2 separate regions of the Rattus norvegicus genome follow, and region 1 is linked to region 2. A link is a contact called in public Hi-C data. All regions are on one chromosome and are shown on one strand. The core of a region is the stretch at or near the end of the contact, and the rest is flanking DNA. Distances in the headings are between cores, read along the strand shown. Region 1 has its middle 110 kb from the start of Psat1. Region 2 has its middle 4.7 kb from the start of Rnu12-2l.

The links. Hi-C and Micro-C count contacts between places; a contact is called where the count stands out from the background.
Region 1: a contact with region 2 is called in a Hi-C map of Schwann cells, with 14 times the contacts expected there. The contact joins two enhancer-like sites. A contact is called at or near these places in 2 of 12 Hi-C or Micro-C datasets (Schwann cells and frontal cortex).

What each region holds. Positions count from the first base shown.
Region 1 is chr1:222,536,447-222,539,381 of GRCr8, forward strand. No RefSeq gene overlaps it. Among named protein-coding and RNA genes, the nearest start is that of Psat1, 110 kb to the right of the region's middle. Within about 2 kb of position 1,430, at least 51 of the 93 cell types and tissues checked have an H3K27ac peak or open chromatin away from gene starts, as enhancers often do.
Region 2 is chr1:221,710,178-221,713,289 of GRCr8, forward strand. No RefSeq gene overlaps it. Among named protein-coding and RNA genes, the nearest start is that of Rnu12-2l, 4.7 kb to the right of the region's middle. Within about 2 kb of position 1,819, at least 4 of the 93 cell types and tissues checked have an H3K27ac peak or open chromatin away from gene starts, as enhancers often do.

The sequences.
Region 1 (2,935 bases), core at 180-2,679, 830 kb after region 2:
ATGAAAATATAAGAATTTTTATTACATCTGGATAACATGTCCACCACCCCAGCACAGGAGACCAAAGTCCACCTCATTAAAGACACGTGTCCCCTGAAGAAAACCAGGTACAAGCCTAGAAGGCACAGGATGGACTTCGATCAGCCAAACACAGCAGATGTGCCCAAACTTGAAGTGGGCGTGGCTACGGAAAAGGAGCATATGGTTTCAAAGGTTTCCGGGGACTGGGTGCTATGGGCCGGCTGAATGGGAAAAGAAGCTTGTGCGGCTCCTTCTCAACCTCCCAAGTTTGCGTTTTCACCCGTACACATTTGCCAGATTGCTTGAAAAAGGCAGCAGCTGTGGAAACTGACAGTTTACAGTTGTGATAAATCGCATTAGTGAAGTATTTCAATTAAAGTGATATCGGACTGAAAAAAAAAAAAAAACCAAAGTCATCCCTGAACAAATAAATTAGCACTTCAGTTCACGAAGCCTTCAAGTGGAAGATGTCAACAGCGCCTACCTGCCCGTTGTTTTGCTGATAGTTGCTGATACTTCCCTTGTAGGAATGACTCATAAGTCCCGCTAAAGGAGGACAATTAATTAGTCAAGATCAGTCAGTAACTAGGTATTTGTTTCATTCCTGACCAACAGCCAAATTTGGTCTCAGATCAGTCTGAAATGTCCCTAATGGTTTGTCAGAGAGCCTTCCTGTGAGGTCCCAGCACAGCCCACCAGCAGGTCAGCCAGGCCACACAGGACTGGGCTCTCTTTCCCAAGCTAATTCATCTACATCGATAACACTTTCAAAAGCAACTCAGAGACTTGTCTTCCAGCTGACGTCTTTTCGCCTGCAGGGGATGAATGTGAGGAACTACAGCTCCCTTGTTCTCTCCGGGTAGGGCCAGCGCAGCCCACACTGCAAGCAGCAGGGTCCCTACAAAAGCCTTCTGTCAGCCTGGCCTCCTTTTCCTTCCCACCCATTCTCCTCCTCCAACATCACACCCGGTTCTCCAAATTCCCCACCCCAGCTTGAGTCTCAGCAGAATTTTTTCCTCTGCTAGCTAGTGATTTGGGCTAATTAGGTGGCTGCTTTCATTTACTTCAGCAGTTGGAAGAGGGGCTAAAATAGCATTGCCCCTGTTCGGGTTGGAAAAATAAATCATGCCCATTGTTACTCAAGATCTTCCTCTCCCCGCTTCTTCTCCCCCTCCTTCTGCCCCTCCCCGAATCAAGAAAATTAGCAGCTTCGTTCCTTTTCCTGGCATTCACTTCAGTGCAGCTAGCAGCACCCCGGAATGTGGCTTAAAGGTGTGTGGTCAGTACAATTGTTTGGAGATGTTTGTGCCAACAATGGGAGGAAATGCCTGTCTTCCAAAGGACACGGAGTGGCACTTGTCTTCCTTAGCCTAAGGCGGTCTTTACCAGCTGCCGCCAAGCCTGGCTTCTCGGGAAGATATACACCGCCATCTATTGGGCATGGAGGTTAACAGCAATGCTTTTCCATTCCACATTTGCTCGAGGCCACTGAAGGACAGACAACAAAGCTTCTAGTAAGTTTCTAAAAAATAAGCTAGTTCCTTGTACCTCGGAGTAAGACACGGTTTGCCTCTAAGGTTACAACGAAAGTGCGGTGCAACAGGCGAATAAAAACTCCGCGTGGGGCGCTTTCCGTGGTCCTGATTTCCAGGCCTCGTACAGTACTGTTAGTTGGCATTGTCTAAATGAGTTTGAGGCCCACCACTTTTTCATCTGACCTCAACTATCTTGGGCATCAGCGTTTCTGGGCCATGGTTCGTTCTCTCTCTCTCTCTCTCTCTCTCTCTCTCTCTCTCTCTCTCTCTCTCTCTCTCTCTCTCTCTCTCTCTCTCTCTCTCTGGATATTTTATTTATTTACACTTCAAATGTTATTTCCCCTTCCGGTTTTCCCTCAGAACCCCCTTATCTAATCCCCTCTCCCCCTGCCTCTATGAGAGTGCTCCCACTCACCCACCCCACCCACCTACTTCTGCCTCCCCGTCCTGGCATTCCTCTACACTGGGGCATCTAGCCTTCACAAGACCAAGGGCCTCTCCTCCCATGGATGCACAACAAGGCCATTCTTGGGCCTTGATACATATGTGACTGGAGCCATGGGTCACTCCATGTGTACCCTTTGGTTGATGGTTTAGTCCCCTGGGAGTCCCTGGGGGTCTGGCTGGTTGATATTGTTGTTCTTCCCATGGGGTCGAAAACCCCTTCAGCTCCTTCAGTCCTCTCTCTAACTCCTCCATTGGGGACCCGGTTCTCAGTCCAATGGTTGGCTGCGAGCATTCGCCTCTGTGTTTGTCAAGCTCTGGCAATGGTTCTTATCTTGTAAACCTTCTTATCACTCTTTTCTCACCCAAAACAAGCCCAGTTTCTAAGACTGCAAAGTATGGAGGGGCAGTCATAAGCTTCCTGAATTCGGGGACACTTGTCTGTGGACTGAGGATCAAATGCCAAGTCCTGAGGGCTGAAAGAAGCAACTCCCCTCCCCCCCCGACAATGCATGTTTTACTGTCTTTTATTTCATCCTATTCTGTATGCATGAAGGACACGCTTGCCTCCCTGGTTTCCATTTTTTAAAAACTCCTGATTTTATTAGCATTTGTGTAAAGAAGGAAGATCATATGCAACAAATCCACCCTAATATGGAGGGTTTGGTCTGTAGCTCTCCACCAGGGTGACTGGCAATCCCACGACATCCAAAGAGACTTTGCTATCATATTGGAACATTTTGGATTGACACAACCTGACCAGGTGTTGGGCATCCTACAGCATTCAGGAGAGACCCACCACAAACATACACAGCAAAGAGTTACCCAGCCCAATCTGTCAATAGCACAGATGCAGAAGTCTGCTTTAGGGTTAAAATAAGATCGCCCTCTGGTAATGGGGTTATGATAACATTGATTGTTCTCAAATGAGCCAC
Region 2 (3,112 bases), core at 569-3,068:
GAAGGGGGAAAGGTACTCCAGCTGGCCTTGGAAAAACACTAAGAAAAGTTAGAACCTGAATAATATAAAAATGAAACCATGTTGGAAACGCAAGGGCCTGAGCCACACAAATCATTCAGCTGACAGATACTCATGCTTAATTCCTATTTATATTTTTGCTACCTCAAATAAAATCTCTCTCCACTCGGCTTGTGAGGTGATGCATGGGTAGCTACCAAGTGCGGGGCATAGTCCCCACCCAGTCTTGGGTGCTCGTTGCCTTTTCATCTTCTCTGAGAGGACAGTTTTACTCCTAGTCATGAGGCTAATTTGACAATGACATCATGCACAGTTGAATCATTATTCCTTTTTCCAGAAAACCAGGTTTTCAGGGAAAAACAAAACAAACCAAGAGGTCTCTTTCCAGGTTTGCAAATTTTTTGTCCCCAAAGAAATCCTGTTCATTTGTTTGTGTTGTTCTTTTCTTTGTGTGTGTGTGTGTGTGTGTGTGTGTGTGTGAGAGAGAGAGAGAGAGAGAGAGAGAGAGAGACAGAGACAGAGACAGAGACAGAGAGACAGAGAGATACCATAAGAACAATATGGCTATTTTGTTAATCCTTTAAAACTCTGACCCATACATAATTTGAGCATGGACTGCTCAATAAAAGTCACTGACATGGGGGGTTGGGGATTTAGCTCAGTGGTAGAGCGCTTGCCTAGGAAGCGCAAGGCCCTGGGTTCGGTCCCCAGCTCCGAAAAAAAAAAGAACCAAAAAAAAAAAAAAAAAGTCACTGACATGTTCTATTAAAGGAATCACAATGCTAAAGCCACCAATCTATTGTTTATTTGCTTTAAAGGAGACAGACTTTGCAAGCAGATAAGTCTACAAATTAAAAAAAAAATTGTATATAATTGTTAATAGGTACTATTTCTAGGCATAATTACATATTTTAAATCTAGAGATGAGGTAGGTGTTTCTTGAAATCCAGAGCAACAACGGAACCCTTTTTAGTGGTTTAAACACACATAATTAGCAGTTTAATTTCCTCTGTGGCTAAGTTAGCCGTAAGATTTCATTTAATAACAAGCACAATTTTATAGCCCCAAGTAAGCGCCTGAGCCAGCGTCAGCTCAGCACTGCCCTCTGCTGGTCCTCAGCCGACTCATGCCACCCTGCTCAGGGCAAAAGCATCTAACTTGCAAATTGCAACAAGGCTGCCTGGAAATTAATTGCGAGAGAAATGGAGAAATATAATTCATCTTAAAACTCTCCTAATGAGGCTTTTATTTTTAACAGAACAAGCCCCAAAAGTCAGAAAGTATAACCCTAGATGTCTTTCCTCCGGTCTCTCATACAGCCATTATCATAATAGGCTTGAAGCAGGTGTGTCTTTCTCACCGCTCAGCACAATTACAGATGATGTCCAGTATTTCCACACATGAGATGTCCCCAAACCACTGGTTTTCAAAACAGCAGTTTGTCATCCCTTAAATAACCCGAATAAGCATGGTTCCCCTTACGTTTGGCCTTATGTCTTACATCTTACGTCCAAGTTGGCCTTATTTCTTGGTCTCTTTATTCAATTATTTTGAACACAGTAATGAAATTTTTTCCGTACCCAGACTGCAGCCACTTTTTGTTAGCACCAACTAGAGCTGACTACAGAAATAAAGACATGTCCGGAAGGCTCCTGCTAACAAGCTGACAAACGTCAAAGCTGCCGTGTTCTCCCAGCCTTCTCTTTTCATCAGAACAGGGAGGACTGACCATTATCTCAGCCCTTCCATTCAACATTCCAAAAGGGAAATATGCTGTCATCATATTGTAGCAAATAGTTGTCTGCAACGGGAGTCAGAAGAATTCACTAGGGCTTAAATAAAGCAAATCCTCCCATTGGAAACGCAAGTACAATGAAAGGCCAAGCAGCTGCAGTGTGTGTGCTCTGTTGGCACTGTCCTCTCTGTGTCCCGCCTGCTACCTCCAGTAGGCTATGGGGCTATGAATAGGGAGAGATTGCCATCAAAGCTTTTTAAATCATAATTTATCAAATTTTGACTTGGGTTAAAACTGGGATTCAAAAGTCTGCTGTGTGTGGCTGAGACTCAAATACATTTCTTCTACTTCCTGACTCTTGTATACTGGAGGTGATAATATGACTCATCCAGCATTTCATGCGGTTTAAATTAGATACCTTATGAAAGTGCATGAAGTCGTGCAACTTCAATAGTGTGGCTTCTGAACTGGAGGCAGAGCCAGACTCAGGAGAGGCATGATACAGCAGGAGAAAAGGGAAAGGAATTTTTGCCAAGACTCTTCAGTTCCCATCATTACCAATAGCCCTGGGAAAGACACTTTAATTTCTTTAAACTTCAGTTCTTCAGCAAGTCCTGCCCACAGCATTATGGGAACTGTAGAGGAAAGGCATCTACATAGAGCTTTGCATGTCAAATGTGCCAATAAACAGTGGATGGTAGTAGGTGGGGGGAGGGGGGACAGAGCTGATATGGCAACCTATTTGAAGTCCTGGATTTATCACCTTGGCTGTCCTATGTCCTTGCACAATACATAGCTAACCATGATTGTTCTCTTTTAGTTTACACAAGGATTAAATGTTTTTTTTCCCTAAATGACTGATGGTGGTATTGCTATTGGTAAAATATTTTGTCTGAGGTTCTAGAAAATATCTAACATATCCTCAGTGGAGCTTCAGTGGGCTCTGTGCCCAGTGGCTAAGGAAGAACCTTTTCAACTGGCTTACAGAATTCTTGACTATTATCACTTCGGAAAGGGCAGCAATGCAAAGAAGTGAAAGCCCTAGTCTAAGCGCACCACTTCAGCTTTTGCTTGTAGACCAGTGCTTCCCAAGGAACAATTAAGGAACCTCCTGGGTAGAAGTGTGTTGCTCCACATGGCTCTGTCGTACTCAGAAGGAGAGCAAGATGCAAAGACAGCCAGACATTCACTCTAGTAAAGCTTTAAAGGAGGCCAAGCATAGTGCTGGTCTGTGCTGTCTAGGTTTGAAATAATTAAGAAACAGACATAAGCCCGATGCAGTTGGACATGTCTGTAGTCCCAGCTACACTCATGGCTGAGGAGGACTAAGTCCAGAAGTCCAAGGCTAGCCTGGATGAC